3 separate regions of the Rattus norvegicus genome follow, and all the other regions are linked to region 1. A link is a contact called in public Hi-C data. All regions are on one chromosome and are shown on one strand. Each heading gives the region's core, a stretch centred on a gene start, on an enhancer-like site or on the middle of the called end of the contact. The rest is flanking DNA. Distances are from core to core; before and after follow the strand shown. Region 1 has its middle 150 kb from the start of Fn1. Region 2 has its middle 200 kb from the start of Mreg. Region 3 overlaps Fn1 (fibronectin 1).

Evidence for each region. A called contact is a pair of places that touch in the nucleus more often than the background predicts.
Region 2: a Hi-C map of liver shows a contact between it and region 1, with 6 times the contacts expected there. The contact joins two enhancer-like sites. A contact is called at or near these places in 2 of 12 Hi-C or Micro-C datasets (both in liver).
Region 3: a Hi-C map of liver shows a contact between it and region 1, with 2.9 times the contacts expected there. The contact joins two enhancer-like sites. A contact is called at or near these places in 2 of 12 Hi-C or Micro-C datasets (the Rat2 cell line and liver).

The regions. Positions count from the first base shown.
Region 1 is chr9:80,866,685-80,869,670 of GRCr8, forward strand. No RefSeq gene overlaps it. Among named protein-coding and RNA genes, the nearest start is that of Fn1, 150 kb to the left of the region's middle. Within about 2 kb of position 1,492, at least 9 of the 93 cell types and tissues checked have an H3K27ac peak or open chromatin away from gene starts, as enhancers often do. A contact at or near this core is called in liver, where this site is marked.
Region 2 is chr9:81,087,566-81,090,551 of GRCr8, forward strand. No RefSeq gene overlaps it. Among named protein-coding and RNA genes, the nearest start is that of Mreg, 200 kb to the right of the region's middle. Within about 2 kb of position 1,541, at least 3 of the 93 cell types and tissues checked have an H3K27ac peak or open chromatin away from gene starts, as enhancers often do. A contact at or near this core is called in liver, where this site is marked.
Region 3 is chr9:80,694,822-80,697,807 of GRCr8, forward strand. All of the region lies in intron 12 of Fn1 (fibronectin 1), which reads right to left. Among named protein-coding and RNA genes, the nearest start is that of Fn1, 18 kb to the right of the region's middle. Within about 2 kb of position 1,475, at least 2 of the 93 cell types and tissues checked have an H3K27ac peak or open chromatin away from gene starts, as enhancers often do. A contact at or near this core is called in liver, where this site is marked.

The DNA of each region.
Region 1 (2,986 bases), core at 242-2,741:
TTTGCTTGATCTGTGGTCAGTGTAATGAAGACTGGGTGTCACTAGTTCATAGTTATTCTGTTTAAGGAGCATTCCGTTGTTTAATTAATATACTTTCAATATCACGTCAGCATTCCCTAAACTGCATTCCAATGTCTCCTGGCCAATAAAAGTTACCTTTTTCTAATCATAAGGATTAATTGAATGATAGGTTGGGGGAAAGTATACTATCTCATTTTTATCACTTAAAATGCTCATCAGTGCTTTATTTGCTATAGAGAACTTACTCTAAATTGTAGATGTCAGTGACACAGCCGGGGATAAGATAATACCCTTGTCTACATGGAGCTTAAGTTCCTTTCTTATAATTAAAAGTAAGTTCTCCATTTTCATGTATATGTGTGGAGTAGGCATATGTATGAATGTTTGCATGTATATGGGCACACACGTGTGTAGGTGTGCATGTGTTTGTTTGCACGTGGAGTTCAATATCGATGTCTGGAGCCATTCTCCGTTGCTCTTCAGCCTTATTCTTGGAGGCAGGGTTGTCAATCGTATAATACACAAGGAACTCATTGTCGTTTTCATTTTAGCCTTTTTATTTATTATTCTATGATAGCTTTTGTCCTATTTGCAAGTAAACAAATGTTGGGTCCTTCCGGTCATGGTGTCCTTCTTGCACAGGGAGTTGGATGCAGAAAATAAGAAGCAGGCAGGATATACAGATGCTACACGCATGGTGCTCACGACAAGTTCACAGTTTCCCTCTCTTCACATTCTGTCTCTACTGTTTCTTCCTTCCCATTAAAAAGCTGGTTCACTGTTTTATTTTGTGTTTTTGCTATTTAATTTGTGAGGGACTTGAATGTAAATGTGAATACCACAGTCTCATGAATCCCTATGGCTTTGTAAGTGTTTGACTTAGAAAAGGCTTCTCCAGCTTGGGTAAGGTTTCCTTTCCTATCATCCCCCTAGATTCTGCTGGTGACAGCCTTATAGATTTTAGTTAGCTGGAAGGATGGCGTTCACTGCATGTTTAAACTTTAATCTCAGAACTACAGCGTTCCTTTCATCATTGCTCAGTTCTGCATTCTAGCCTGTGAAAAAGAATGTTGAGATTTGCCAGAATGTTACACCGTAGAGCAGTGTAGAGTCTTCAATTCTACAGAAGTCAAAGGAATAGTTTCCAGGCCACTTATATATGCATTGCAAGGTTATTCATACGCTTAATTCTATGAAATCATACCCCCTCTCAGTTTGCAGCAGTTCTTATCAGGAGAATGGTAAGAAACAACCTTTATTTCTGTAGCGTTTTATTTCAGAATTGACCTCGTGGCTTGTGGCCATCTCGTTTCCTGTAAGCATAGCTCAGGAATTTATTTTTAATAAAAGATCCATTTAATTTTGAGTTAAGAAACTCAAATAATTCCCCCAAAGCCTGCTGACCACAGTCTAAAACTATGAACTGTTCTTCAGAGGGTTTTGGGTGTGGATAAAGAGACACACTTTTGCAATTTTCAGTATGTCATCATCAAACAATGTTTACAAAACTCAGCACTCTGGGGATGTGTGCAGGCGTTAGCAAGCAGATGTTGGCAGTCAAGGAAAACTTACAATTGCTGCCCGAAAAAATTCCCTGCTGCCTATCAGTTACATACAAGACTGTCGAGCTCTCCCCTTGGTGTGGGCGATATGGATGGTTTGTAAGACAGTTGATCCAAAACCAAATATGAAAACCGTGGAAAGTGAAATCCTCTATAAATTTTCATGCAAGAATCATTTGTCTCTTTTTATGACTTTTAAAAAAAGGTGTTTTAGTTGAAAACAATCTAGCTTGGAGTAGTCTAACAAGACTATTGAAAACGATTTTCTTAAGTTTTGTTTTGCATAATGTTTTAAAATAGATCAAGAACACCCCCACTCTGGCCCCTGACCCAGTTCTCAGGATGTTCCATTGTTGAAAACACCTAGCTACTCCACAAACATGTTAATCTTCATTTCTGAGAAGTGACAAATCTTTTTAGTGGAAATGAATCAAACAGGTCGACATATTGATTTTTACAGAGTAAATCTTTCTCTTCCCGATAAAGACGGGGGAGGAAGGGAAGGTTCTTCAGGAAGATTCAGGGAGAGCTACCAGACTCATTTAAAGAAAATTTTAAATATAACATTTCTGTGATATTAAAATATGTTATTTTATGGTATTGCCTTTGAACAATCTGAACAGAACATGTTCAGTCAAAATGGTGACAGTCAGAGAGCATTTTCATTTCCAAAACAGTTTTTTTTTTTGTAAAAGACTGATTATGATAAAATCTGAATTTATTTTTCTGGGTCCTTTATTTATATATGACAAAATTCCCATATACTTTGAAATTCAATGGTGTTTCAAATTTTGATTGAGGATCACACTACACTGAAAGACATGACTGTTTTCAGTGGTGAGGCTTATATTGAAAAGCAACTGTTGAATTTGGGATGTTAAAAGGCCTATTTTTTAAAAAATATAGTTTATATAGTTCCTACCTTTTAAAAATATAAAGTTAAAAAAACTGTAAACATGAGATTGCTTGGTGAGTAGGTGTACTTGCTGGGCAAGCAGGAAGACCTGAATTTGGGTCCCCACCATGTACATAAAAAGCCAGTCACCGCCATATGTACTTGCAGCCAGAATATCACACGAGGTGGAACTGAGACTGATGGAGCTTGCTGGCTTCCAGCCTAATTCCAAGTTCAGTGAGAGACCCTGTCTTAGAGCAATAAGGCAGAGAATGATAGAACAGTGGATGTCTTCCTCTGTCCTCTGTGCACATCTGCATACCAACAGACTCATACCACATGCACATCATGTACACACACACACACACACTCACACACACAGACACACTCACACACACACACTCTCACACACTCACACACACACTCACACACACACATACAAAATCACTCACACACACATATTCACACACACATACATGCACACACACATACATACTCACTCTCACAC
Region 2 (2,986 bases), core at 291-2,790, 220 kb after region 1:
CCCATATACTTTCATATGTCTGTATGTTACTCACACCACCTAGCACACTAGAAAATCATGTTAACAGAGCTTACCCTGGATTGCTCGAGATACAAGGTACATGTCTGTACATGTTCTGTACAAATGCAGCTTCCTCGTCCCACTCCCACCCCAAATGGTCTCTATTATGGGTGATTGACTGTAGACACAGAACCCTGGCCTGGGGAAGGCGGACTGCATGCTCCTCCTTTCCTGATAAAAATCCAGGAAGGTCCTAGTGTGGAGATAGTTACTGGGATAGTAACTGAGCAGTGAATAGGTGCAGATGGTCCTTCTCCCCCTTTGTGGTTTGATCTCCAAGCCAACCTGAGGAACCTAAGGAATACTGTCACCATCTAGGGATCTTGATCAAGTTGCTTTCTCTGCCAGGTGAAGAATTAAAAGGCAGGGGGGAAAGTCTCCAGCTCAACAGGCAGAGGCAGAAAACTCATAAACACAAGAAGCAGGAGTGACAGAATTGGCAGGTGAAGAAAGGCCTTTCGTTCTGGATGAGGAAATGCACGTGCATATAAGCAGGTACACAGGAAGACCCTCCACAAAGCAGAGGTGGAACTCGGGGAGACAAAATCCAGCCTCATCCTGAGGGGTGGAGTTTTCTAAGTCTCCGAAGGGTCTTTCTCCCCTAAACTTAAAGTTGGTCGGTTTGAAGAAAGACAGGCTGGATAGCTGATTGGCCCCACAACTGTCTCTAAATGCATCCTGCTGCGTCTCTGGACCTGTTGAGCCAACCCATCAGCAGGGGGCCTTGCTGGTGGGAGACAAAGCCACAGGCCTTTGTTTTAAGCTGCCAGGCTTTCATCTCCGACCAGGAAAGGGAGAAGGAAACCAGCCATCTTGCAAGCTCGCCACCTTTATCACATAGCCATGGCCCCTCTCCCTATCTGTCTGCCCACCAGGAAGTCTGCCAAACTCCAACCCCACACCACCAAGTCTGTTTCCAAGGTTTCTGGTCTGCTTTCTATATCACCTAGAGAGAAATCTCCAAAGATTCCACTCTGTCTCCTGGGTTACCACATCAAGTATTATTTTTTATATTATACCGCATACATCTTAGATGCTCACAGGTTATAATGCAATAGTGCACTGACTTTTAGTATTGCACAGGGAGCAAAAAGGCACATAAGGTTAGTTAAAACGAAAAGATCTGGGGCTACAGGATAGCTCAGTAGTCGAACAGGTGTTTTGCCCTGCACCCCCCATTGGCATGAGAAAAACAAAATCTCTAACTTCCTGAAAACCACCTTGCTAAATCAATAGGATCAATAGATTTGTCCTATTTTCTCAGTGGCTGCTTTCTTGCAATGAAGACTGCTTGCACAACCTTGGGTATTGGGGTCAGCCTAATCACCAACATAAGACAAAGCTGTGAACCTGTCCTAAGCTTAGCAACATAACAGCACAGTAGACAGTAACGGCCCTGTGACCAAGCTTTAGACAGTGTGTCTGACAGTTAGACAACATTGGGCTTTATCTCTGCCTAGTCGCACACAGTTTAGCAAGAACCATCCACTCTTGACGTGATCACCCTGGCCAGCCTTTACCAAGAACCCTGCTTGGACTGTTTAGTCTGTGCTTGTGTTTAATTTGTTGAAAATGTATCCTGTAGGAGAGAAAATACACCCCCTGTCTTCACCCATCCAAAGGTCGTGCCTGACACTTCTATGACCAAAGACAGATAAGCAATAAAAAAAATAATAATAAATTTACTTTGTCTAGAGTTTGTCTGGAATTCCCCTTCCTCGTGGATGACTACCCTTAGTCCTTTTTCTCTCTACTGACCCTCTGGCTTTCTTCATAGGCTACAAATCCCTATGTGTGTCTTTGTAGTATTTAAAATTGAACTCATTCTTTCTCTTCTGTCACAATGGTCCTGAATCCCCCTCCTACTTTGACAAATGCTAACTTTTCCCTTAAGCACACTGTGCTGTAGATAAGTGTTTTTAACCCCTGTCACAGTTCCATAACTAGTCTCAGCTATGTGTTATGTGTGTGTGCTTACACGTGTATGTGTGGTTCTATTTTAGCTGCTTGTTTTATTTTTATTGAAACAGAAGCTCATGTAACTCAGGCTGGCCTTGAACTCCTGATGAGTTTACCTCGTGAGAGCTAAAATCACAGGTACGTACTGCTGTGCCCAGGCAATCAAACATAGGGCTTTGGTCACGCTCTACAAACTTGATACAAACATGCCAACAACTGAGCGACATCCCCAGCCTCAACCACAGGCATTGAAGTATGCTATAGTCCCCGACCCTAAAGTGTCCCCTGCAGTTGCCCTTCATATATCACCTCACTGTCCCCTCCTCCACGTTCCTGGAAACTGTAACTTTTGTAAAACTACTGTATGTGGGCTGGTGAGGAGGCTCAGCATTTAGAATGCATGCTCCTATTCCAGAGGATCTGAGTTCAAGTCCCAGCACCTCAGCAGGCAGTGGACAACCACCCACGACTCCAGCGACACAGCATTTTACACCTTCTCCTCACCTCTGCAGACACCCATACACACTGACACACATTTCCACAGACATACAGCCAATAAAAATAAATGTTTAAGAGCAAAACCCTGCTGTCGGCAAGGAAACACTCCTGTAGAGCGGGCTGGGGACGTGGAGAAGGGAGGTACTCGGGCCATGGTGGTAAAGGGGTTTCTGCTTGTCCAGAGGGGTCTTCCTCTCTCAGGTGAAGGGCACTGTGGTGAATGGGTGGATGCCAGAGAGGTTTCACCAGACACCAAGGTGAGTTTAATGGGTTACTGGAAAGAATAATAGGCAGGCAGCAACCTTGCTGAGGCTCTGGAGTCAGAGAGCAGAAAAAAAAAGTCTGAGGAAGGAAAAAGAGAAGCCGAAGAATGTCCTGGAAACAGCTAAGAAGGTGGACACAGTAGGGAGAGGAAGTGGGAGCCCTGAGGCTGGCATAACTTTAGTAAATGCCTGCGTGAAGCCATGCT
Region 3 (2,986 bases), core at 225-2,724, 170 kb before region 1:
CCTTACACTATTGGACTATTGGCGACAATCTGCATAAGGTTGTCAAACATTGCTGCTTCAGAGGAAAATTCTATATAATCTCTCAGGTAGAGAGACATTTCACACACGTTTACTGAATTTGAGGCAGGAAAACCTGTGATGATTAAATGTCCTTGGTAAGTCTATTAAGAGAATAGACATGACACTTGCTGTCTGCCCACTCATCCTACCCTTGTTCACAAGGATGGCAGAAGACAGAAAAGGAGGGAGAGAGATGGTCGCCATGGTTAACCCAAGTGAGTCAGAACTACAGAAGTTCCTTTTCCGGGGGCTGGAGAGATGGCTCAGCAGTTAAGAGCACCAACTGTTCTTCCAGAGGTCCTGAGTTCAATTCCCAGCAACCACATGGTGGCTCACAATCATCTGTAATGGGATCTGGCGCCCTCTTCTGGTGTGTGTGAAGACAGCTACAGTGTACTTCTTCTATATAATAAATAAATAAATCTTAAAAAAAAAAAAAAAAGAAGTTTCTTTTCCTTTCTTAGCCTTCCAGCGCAGGTCTGAAATTCTATTACTTTCCATTTAAATTTAATTTTTAAAATGTCTACGTGTGTGGGGGTTGGGGATTTAGCTCAGCGGTAGAGCACTTGCCTAGCAAGCGCAAGCCCCTGGGTTCGGTCCCCAGCTCCGAAAAAAAGAAAAACAAAAGTCTACGTGTGTGAGAGCGAGGGAGTATGGGAGCGGCAGAGGACAAAGGTGTGGGATCCCCTGGAGCTGCAGGTTGAACAGTTGCGCTGTCTAACAGGAGGGATGGGAGTTAAACTGCAGAGGGACTGCAGGCTCCTAACCTCTGAGCTCTCAGCTCTCCGGGTCCCTAAAATGATGACAAGGTCCACCTTCAAGGGACTGCCCTAAAAAAGCAAAGGGGATTTAGAGCATGTCTGTGCAGGAAGGAAAAAAGGAAAAAAAAAAACCATCCATTTTCTAGGTTAATTAAATTCAAGCTCTTCACTACACGCTACTACCACAGATGATTTAAAGATGGAGAAGTTAAAAGGCTACCTGTCATTTACACTATTTACATTGAAGTGGTTTTAGAACCCTTTCGATGCTGGTTAGGGGGTGTGAAACACCACCCCCACTCCCATCCACCCCAGTGGAACTTTTAGACTTCTAGGAGCGATTCCCACTGTGAGATCTCCACTTGTAAGAAGATGACACATTATACACTTTCAAAATCCGTTGAAAATAAATAAGGTCGGAACGAGTGATTTCCGATAATGGTGACCCTGGAGAAGTTAAACATTCATGATTTTCTTTTTGACTCGAACAGTTCTTTCTCTGCTAAATTTGCTGAAAGCTGTGCTGTCCTGGTTGCTTATTGACAAACCGAATTCCCGCTATCTTTTGTTTAGTTTGAACAGCTCTACCAACTCAGTAGGAAGAACAAACAGGGCAAGGCTCAGACACAGTCTTTCAGGCCATCTTTGGATTCCGTCAGAGCCTTACGGGCTAGGCATGAGCCCGGGAGCAAAGCCGCCATAGAGATAAGCACTGAGCGGTATCTGGGGTCAAGCACTCATCTGCTTGCCCTGAAATCTCTTCTGTGTTCAATGGGCTTTTGACATTGCCCTTTTTAGAGACAGGGAGCAAAGTCAACAGGTAAAACTCCCGCTGGCCGACTCTCTCCTGTCCAACAGGTCTACCCTCAATGCTTCAGCAGGACTACGAGGAATAGGCTTAGTTTAAAAGAAAAAGAAAGCAAGGTCTTGAAAGAAAATTAAATTTCAAAAGTTGCCCTGCTAAAACAGTCCGTGAACACAAAAATAAACTACTCTTGGCTTGTATCATTGAAAAATCCAGCCCTCCTAAGTATGCATTTTCTGAATGTACGGCTTATTTGTAAACAGATTCTAAACTGATTACAACTGTATTAAGTTGATCAGGAGTGATGTGTACACTGTAACCCCAGTCTTTTGGAAACAGACAGGAGGGGTGATCAGAAGTTCAAGGTCATTATTGCCTACATTATTAAATTTAAGGCCACCCAGGGCTGGTGAGACTCTCAAAAGCAACTGTATTAACTCTTTAAAAATGGTAAGTGGCTCATGAACTCACTCTTACACCCAAGGCCAGTGGCCCCACACCTGTGGAAGCAGTGGCCTACCCTACCCTGACAATGTCCAAGAAGCAAGCAGATGAGGAGGCTCTCCAGCACATAAAAACGGGCTGCCTTTAACCCAGCACTTGGGAGGCTGAGGCAGGTGGATCTCTGTGAGTTTGAGACCAGCTTGGTCCACAAAGTGAGTCCAGGACCACCAGAGCCACAGAGTGAAACCCTGTCTTTGAAAACCAAACAAAACATCATTGCATGAGTGGTGGAGGGGTGCTCTGGGTCCCTGACTGTTAGTGAAGGCCTGGAAGCAATTTCAAAGGCGATTGGCTACTTCTCCCTTTGTCCAGATGAGAAGCTAACTAGTGCCTCTTTCACAGCACAGTCAGAGCGAGGACTCAAAAGCTTAATCACACGCTCACCTTGCCTGGGGCTCTCATAATCACTCTGGGACTCTCTTACGCAGATTAATTTAATCTTAATATTTAATCTTAACACTTATGGAGTTAATTTGTTACTCCAATAAATTTTATTGCTTGCGGGTTATCTAGCCTCCCCTCCTCCCCTACCCCCCCACCCCACTAAATCTTTTTGTTTCTGAATATAGGTCGTGTTTCATGTCTAAAATTTGGGCTAGCAAGACGGTTCAGTGTAAGGTGCTTGACATACACAAGCCTGATACCCAGAACCCATATTAAAAAAAAACGGGTGTGAAGAAAGAACTTCAAAGTCCACTTTGACCTTCACGTGTGTGCCGTGGCTCAGTGTCCTCTCCACACACATACAGAAAATAAATAAATAAATAAATAAATAAATAAATAAATAAATAACGGAAATCTAGGAGATTGCTGAAATGGCAGTCATAATTCAACATGAGTCATTACAGCCATTCAG